Linked DNA regions of Sus scrofa: region 2 is linked to region 1. A link is a contact called in public Hi-C data. All regions are on one chromosome and are shown on one strand. Each heading gives the region's core, a stretch centred on a gene start, on an enhancer-like site or on the middle of the called end of the contact. The rest is flanking DNA. Distances are from core to core; before and after follow the strand shown.

What was found. Hi-C and Micro-C count contacts between places; a contact is called where the count stands out from the background.
Region 2: a contact with region 1 is called in a Hi-C map of embryonic fibroblasts, with 1.6 times the contacts expected there. The contact joins the promoter of SLC25A3 here to the promoter of IKBIP in region 1. A contact is called at or near these places in 5 of 47 Hi-C or Micro-C datasets (alveolar macrophages, brain, embryonic fibroblasts and 2 more) and 2 of 2 datasets of contacts at active chromatin or transcription factors (alveolar macrophages and skeletal muscle).

The regions. Positions count from the first base shown.
Region 1 is chr5:85,256,944-85,260,419 of Sscrofa11.1, forward strand. IKBIP (IKBKB interacting protein) reads left to right here and starts at 1,549. Exons shown (of 3, transcript NM_001244129.1): 1 at 1,549-2,091. The coding sequence starts at 1,916. APAF1 (apoptotic protease-activating factor 1) reads right to left here and starts at 1,808. Exons shown (of 27, transcript XM_021093024.1): 1 at 1,707-1,808.
Region 2 is chr5:85,290,397-85,294,016 of Sscrofa11.1, forward strand. SLC25A3 (solute carrier family 25 member 3) reads right to left here and starts at 1,940. Exons shown (of 9, transcript NM_001164512.2): 1 at 1,816-1,940; 2 at 1,418-1,578. The coding sequence starts at 1,574.

The DNA of each region.
Region 1 (3,476 bases), core at 299-2,798:
CTCTTATGTGTCAGGCCCTGAGGCTACAGAGAAGATTAAATCACACTCCTGAAGGAATTCACAGTCTGGTAGGAGAGAAAAAGAGATAACTACAATGTGCAAAGAGATAATGCACAATGAGATATGCACAAGTAATTTTGAGCACACAGAAGAGCAGCAATTATGATTAAGCTGCAATAATGACTACAAAAAGTGGCATCAAATGTGTCACTTGCAAACATAGGGTAGTAAAGCATTTGCCCATGCTTGTCAAGTTTCACAAAACGCTCAGTACTGGCATGAAACTGATAAAAGAAAAAGTTACAGTTAGAATCCAGGCTGGGTAACTTTCAAATGTTAATGTTTTTATGATCTCAAACATAAAACGTCCCTTAATTTTTCAGTAATAAAACGCGTTACAAAGCAAAAACGAACGTTTTAGCTTAGGTCCAATAGCTAACCCAACAGCACTCTCTGACCATCTGTAACTAATTTCCATCTTCACCTCGCCCTATTAAAACTAAAGACGTTAAGTTGTGTACTTTTTTTTCAACTCTGCACACACTGAAGTATTCTGAACAAATTCTCAGTGTCCCATCTTTTGCAACCATATCAACATGTAAAGTTAGGATTCTATAGTTGGTAAATATAAAGGACAGCATCATCCAGGAAAACCGTAAACGCTCACCACTTCCTCTTTAGATAATTTCTCTTCCTGGTACAATATCAGAACGATTAATAATTATTCCTTGACCCAGAATTCTGAGTCCCTAAAATTAACTTCGAACCTCCAACGAACCAGGGCTGGGGAGAAAAGCGAGGCGCAAACTTACCCAAACCTTCGTAACAGGGTCTTCACCGGGCAAAGCAGCCCTGCAGGGATAGGCTGGGAAATCAAGCTGGGGGTGAGGGGAGGCAACTGCGCTTCCGAAAGCAATTAGGGCTCGGGGCACAGCCCTGGGGCAGGTCTGGCCTCACGGGGGCCTCACCTGGGCCTCCGCAGCTGGGGGCACCTGAAGACCCCCGGGACCGCCGACTGGCGGAGCCCGAGGCGTCACCCCAGCAAACAGCCCACGCAGTCCCGGGGCGCCGAGGGGAGGGTTTCAACCCAGACACAAAGGAAGGAGGGCCACGCAGGCTGCCGCTCCTTTCCTCCCGCGGCAGGGGCTCGCCGGGCGGGAGCGGGTGCCGCTCCGGACGCCGCCGCGGCTACTTCAAGTCCTCGCGGGTCGCGGACGGCCCAGAATCCTCACCTCCGGCGCCCTCACCCCTTCTGCCCAGAAATAAAGAAACCTCGTCCATTAGACACTTCCTCCCCTCCGCGTCCGGACCGCTGAGCAGCCGCAACCCGCCGGCCAGCCCAGCTGGGACAGGACCGCCCGCGAATGCAAATAGACACGCCCAGAACCTCTCCGGGCAGCAGCCGCCGCCGCCGCCGCCGCCGGCCGGCCGGCCGCCGGCCGGCGGCGCTCCCGGCTCCGCCTAGAGCCCGCGCGCGCACAAGAAAGCGCCTCCGCCCCACCCCACAGCGGGGGCGGGCTCCGCCACAGGGGCGCGCCGCGCTCCAAAGAAGGGAGGCCCGAGGCGGCGCGCTCGACGTGGCGCGCGCTGCCCACCACCCCACCTCGCGTCCCGGAGGCCCGCACGCACCCAGGAGCTAAGGTGTCCGCCGGGGTTGCAGCCCTAAGGCAGAAGAACTGGGGGAGTAGGGTCGCCGCCTGCCTCACCTGGAGGAACTAGAAAGGCAGGTGGATAGGAGTCGCAGTGGAACCGCGGGGATGACCGGGCGAGGGAGGGGGCTGGCTTCTGGGCGGTGCCAAGTCTGAAAGGGGGCGCGGTCACTGCAGAGCCTTCCAACCGAGGCTGAGGCCGCCACGTCCCGCTACCCCAGGCGTAAGAGGCAGCCCCCGGTCTGCTGTCCTCAAGACCTCCAGACATGTCCGAGGTGAAGAGCCGGAAGAAGTCGGGGCCCAGGGGAGCCTCCGCGGAGCCTGGGAAGAGGAGCGAGGCCGGGAAGAGCCCCGATGCTCGGGGCAGTGGAGGCGGGGGCTGGGCGGACCCCCGGACCGGCGTTAGCCTGCTGTCGCTGGGGACGTGCCTGGGCCTGGCCTGGTAAGTGGGCTGAGGCCGCCCAGCCGTGTCCGGCCTCCCTTCGTCGCCCTGTCTTCTCCGGGTCTCGCCTCTGCCTCGGTCCCACCCGGCTGCATCCCGCTAAGCTCTAACCCCCTGATTTTCCGCTTCTATTTCTCATCCCAGGAAAGGGTGGCTCAAATTTATTCTCCCTTTCGCTTGTTTCTTGTAACTCGTTTTTCCTTTTTATCACTTGCGTGTCCCGATTGCCCAACTGGAGGCTAAGATTTGGGAACGAGTCAACCATTAAGAAAGGAAGATTCTGCCAAACTTTAAGCGTCTGCTATTGGACGGAAGCTTCTTTGGGGCAAATTTGCCCCATTCCATAAATCCCTAACGGCAACTTTTGCAACCTTAAAAAACTTCATTATGATCTTAAAGTAACAAATGTTCATGATAATATCAAAATTTGGAGAATTGCTCATATTTGATCAATGTGCATGCATTCAAAGTCTATTCCTAAATTACAGATTGAATTTTAAGTATTGGAAAGCTACAAAAAGTATATCGCTTGTGTTTACCTAAAACTAAATATTTATAGTTTTTAAAACAAGCAAATAGCGATATATTGATGTCATAGGAAAAATGACTATTAAGAAATAACCCTAGGAGTTCCCCTCGTGCCACAGCGGGTTAAGGATCCAGCATTCTCACTGCTGTGGTGTGTTCCATCCCTGGCCTGGGAACTTCTGCATGCCCACCGGCTCTGCCAAAAAAAAAAAAAAAAAGAAGAAGAAAAAGAAAAAAAAATAACCTTAAGGCTAACTTATTAATTTTATTTTCCTTAATGGCATTCATTGACTAAACTATTTTTTTGTTTTGTTTTTTGCCATTTCTTGGGCCGCTCCCGCGGCATATGGAGGTTCCCAGGCTAGGGGTCTAATCGGAGCTGTAGCCGCCGGCCTACACCAGAACCACAGCAACGCAGGATCCAAGCCGAGTCTGTAACCTACACCACAGCTCACGGCAATGCCGGATCCTTAACCCACTGAGCAAGGCCAGGGATGAACCCGCAACTTCATGGTTCGTAGTCGGATTCGTTAACCACTGAGCCATGACAGGAACTCCAACCTATTTCATTTTAATAACAAGAAAAGGGTTTCCCTCCATTTTTCACCAATTTTTGAAGTATTTAGAAGATATTCATCTTCAAGAGTAATTGGATTCTAGAAAAGACCCCAGATGTTCTCTCATCTAGAACTTTTTTTTGCTTTTTAGGGCTGCACCCGTGGCATATGGAGGTTCCCAGGCTAGGGGTTATATTGGAGCTGCAGCTGCCGGCTTATACCACAGCCACAGCAACACTGGATCTGAGCCACATCTGCAAACTACACCACAGCTCACAGCAACACCAGATCCTTAACCCA
Region 2 (3,620 bases), core at 690-3,189, 34 kb after region 1:
ACATGCAAAAACAAACCTGCATTCTGCATTTAACCAGATCTAGAGGAACCAATGCTGTATGTGTTGTGCCACAGCTAATAATTCCTCCAAGTCCACAAAGGATAAAGAATCTGCCAGATCCATAGTCACAGCTATACTGCTCTGTTTGATTGAAAAAAAAAATCAAGTAAGTATTTCTTCAGAGGTAACTAAGGCCATGGGAATGAAAGAGAACTATATTTCCCTGTGAAATAGTACTAACACAAATGAAGAGTTCTGGCCACCATTTACAAGAAGTAAGCTGAAAAACAGTTTTCCACCTACTGTGAAGAAGTTCACTGCCAAAATCAAAACAATCATTTAAAGATTATGAAGGCTATGTCTGTGAGATACTCCTATCTCGTTTTGCCGTATGAATTAAAAAGTTTTCTACACCATTAACAGCTCCTCTAATTAAAGTCAAACTTCCACTTGTTAAGGGCTCATAAGAACACACTTCTGAATACAAATCAAACTCAGAAAGGGCCCTCACATGTAAAAGTTTCCAAACCTCTAAGGTTACCCCACCGACCGAATACTATCCCCCACTAACGAATCCCTACAGCGTAGAACTAGATATAAATTCGTGAAGTCATATCCATTTTCTACACAAATAACCATATATTTAACTTTACAAAATCGAAGGCCAGAACGATGATGTAAAGGTTTTTTTACCCACACTAAAGACATAGTAAACTTCACATTTTACAGGTACAAGGTAGATTAACATTTTCAATACTCTTTACAATTCCGTTTTCAGATTTCTTTTGTAAATATACTCTACTGGGATTTAAAATACTCACAATTAAGATAAAGTTACGTCTAAGCATCAAGAATCCCGAGAGATACAACCAAAGGGATCACTATCAATCACTGTATCCTTTCTATACCCCTTCCGGGGCTGCAAGTCAATCAACCACATTAAAACAAGATACCTAGCTATCTCACATTCGTTGTGTCAAGTAATATTAGACTTCGAAATGCTCGAGAGGAAGGAGTATTTTTTAAAAGAAAATGAAACTCAAACACATAATACAGTTAAAACTGCGGTGGCCAGTGGTTAGGAAGGAGACTTCATCCAATATTTAGTCTGCTGACCAAGCTGGCTCACCGCGGAGAAGATAAGGAGCTAGTCAAGGCCTCTTTGCCTCTACTCGCTCGAGGACGTGGAGGTCACCGAGAGAGCAGTACTTATAGGCCCTCCCACGCCCTTGAGGGAGGGCCTAAGATCCGAAAACCGGCTTCGGGCAAAACAGGCTGACATCCTCGGAAAAGCAACTGGGCGCCGTCCTGCGGGCTGGGTGCGTCCTTCCCTGTCCTCCAGGCCAGGCAAGGGCACCAAGGCCGAGCGGCCCAAGAGATGACCCAAAGACCTTATCGGGGCAGGGTGTGACCTCACCTTCCACAGCGGCGGCCGCCAGGTTGCGGGTGCGGCGAGGTGGGCCCGGGGGCCCGTCGGGGCTGCTGCGGGGGCCGGCGAGACCATCCTGCACCAGCTGCAGGTGCGGTGCGTTGAAGGGGTTCGCCCGCGCCAGGTGCGCCACGGACGAGAACATCTTCCTGGGGGGAGAGGAAGCGGCGGTCAGAGGACAAGCAAAAGGGGCCGTTAGGCCGGTCAAAGTCACCTGCACGCTGGGGACCCTCCACCTGGGCCTTGCCTCTTCCCGCCTCCGCGCCCTTGAGGAGGTCATGGCTGCTTCCCCAAAAGAGGAGGCCGACCGGGCCTACAGCCAAAGCAGCGCCTCACAGGCGCTCCGCTCCCCGCACCCACTGCGAGGAAGGCCGAGCCACACTCACTCCCTAAGATGGCGAACACACAACCGCTCCCTGGGAAAGGCTGCGGCTCACAGAGACCGAACGTCCTCCCGGCCTTTAGTTCTGTGCCCTTCGCGCGGCGTCAGCGCAACGCACACAACGCGTCATTACAAGCAGGCGGCACCCATTGGCGGAGAAGAGCGCCGAGACGTGAACGTCATCAAGATCTCCTAGCAACCCTATCTCCGCCCCTTTCGCCCCAGCCCTTCCGGCCGACTTCTGCGCAGCAGGATTCTTTCTGCGCAGGCGCTCGTGCCTTGCCGGGTTTTGGGGTATTGTGGGCTTGTGTTCGTGACCTCCTCTTTTTGTCCTTTCACCTTCAAACGTCTTTCCCGTAGTGTGGGGCTTCAGTTATTTTAAAGAAGCTACTCTATAGTATTCACTTAAAAAAAAAAAAGAATCCGTGATAGTGTATTATTTCGGTGTTGAGGTTAGAATGTCCTTGCAGTACTTTGTATCATGGCTGATGCCATTACAGTACTTTTTTTTTTTTTAAGTTCCATACATTGCGTTACAGTAGAAATGTCTGCATTTTCCATCAGACTTTAGAAGAGTATTTTAAAAGGAAATGTTTAGCAGGAACTCTTAAGATAGCTTGCTGCTTCATCACAATAGTTTGTATAACATATTAAAGCATTCAATAAATTATTTTTAACCCCTGGGGGTAGAGGGATGAACTAGTGACTGGCAGCAGATTTCGTGTATTTAATACATTTAGAAAATCTTCATAAGATTGACTTAAACAATAAAAAGACTTTTTCACAATGACTGGCACAGACTATCAACTCACCAAAAGTAGCAGAATGACTGGGTGGTTGAATTCATCCTGATACTATTGTGTTTCAGTGTTAATTTTCAAATTTAGCTTGCAATTTGAATGAGACTAATTTAAAAATCAGATAATAAGAAAAAAAAAGATTCGCTTAAACAGAGAAAGGTCTTATTTAGTTGGGAGGAGTGTCGTAGGGGTCTAGCCTCTTGGAATTCTGGCTCTGACATTTTTCCAGCTATTGACAAAGTAAACTTGAAAACTTAACTTGATCTCTGTGCACCTGTTTCTTAAATGCTGGAAGCAAGGCATGGGCTTGCTACCTGTGCAATGATACTGGACTTGTGCTTGGTTTAATGTTTGGCTGTCACTGTTTTGAAATTCTTTTTTCCGTTGTACCTGCAGTATAAGGAAGTTCCTAGGCTAGGGGTCCAATTGGAGCTGCAGCTCCCAGCCACAGTCACAGCCACAGCAACTCAGGGTCCCAGCCACATCTGTGTCATTACCACAGAGCCATGACAGGAACTCCCTGGGACAGGGATTGAATTCGAGCTGCAGCTTTGGTGTAGGTGCAGCCCTGGGTCCTTTAACGTACTGTGTGGTGCTGGGATCAGAACTCCACTTCTGCAGTGACCAGAGCCACAGCAGTCAGACTCTTAACCCACAGCACCACAGCAAGAACTCCAATATTATAATTTTTTTTTTTTTTTTTTTTTTTTTTTTTTTTTTTTTTGCTTTTTAGTGCCGCACAGAATATGGAGGTTCCCAGGCTAGGGGTTCAATCGGAGCTAGGGCTGCCGGCCGATGGCACAGGCACAGCGACGCCAGACCTGAGCCCTTCATCTGCGCCACAGCTCATGGCAACGCTGGATCCTTAACCCACTGGGCAAAGCCAGGAATGGAACCCACAACTTCATGGGTCCTAGTTGGATTTGTTTCCTCTGAGCCATGACGGGAACTCCTAGAATTTTTTTAATGTTATCCTCTTAAGGAAAAAAACGGACATTTTCTTTAAAAA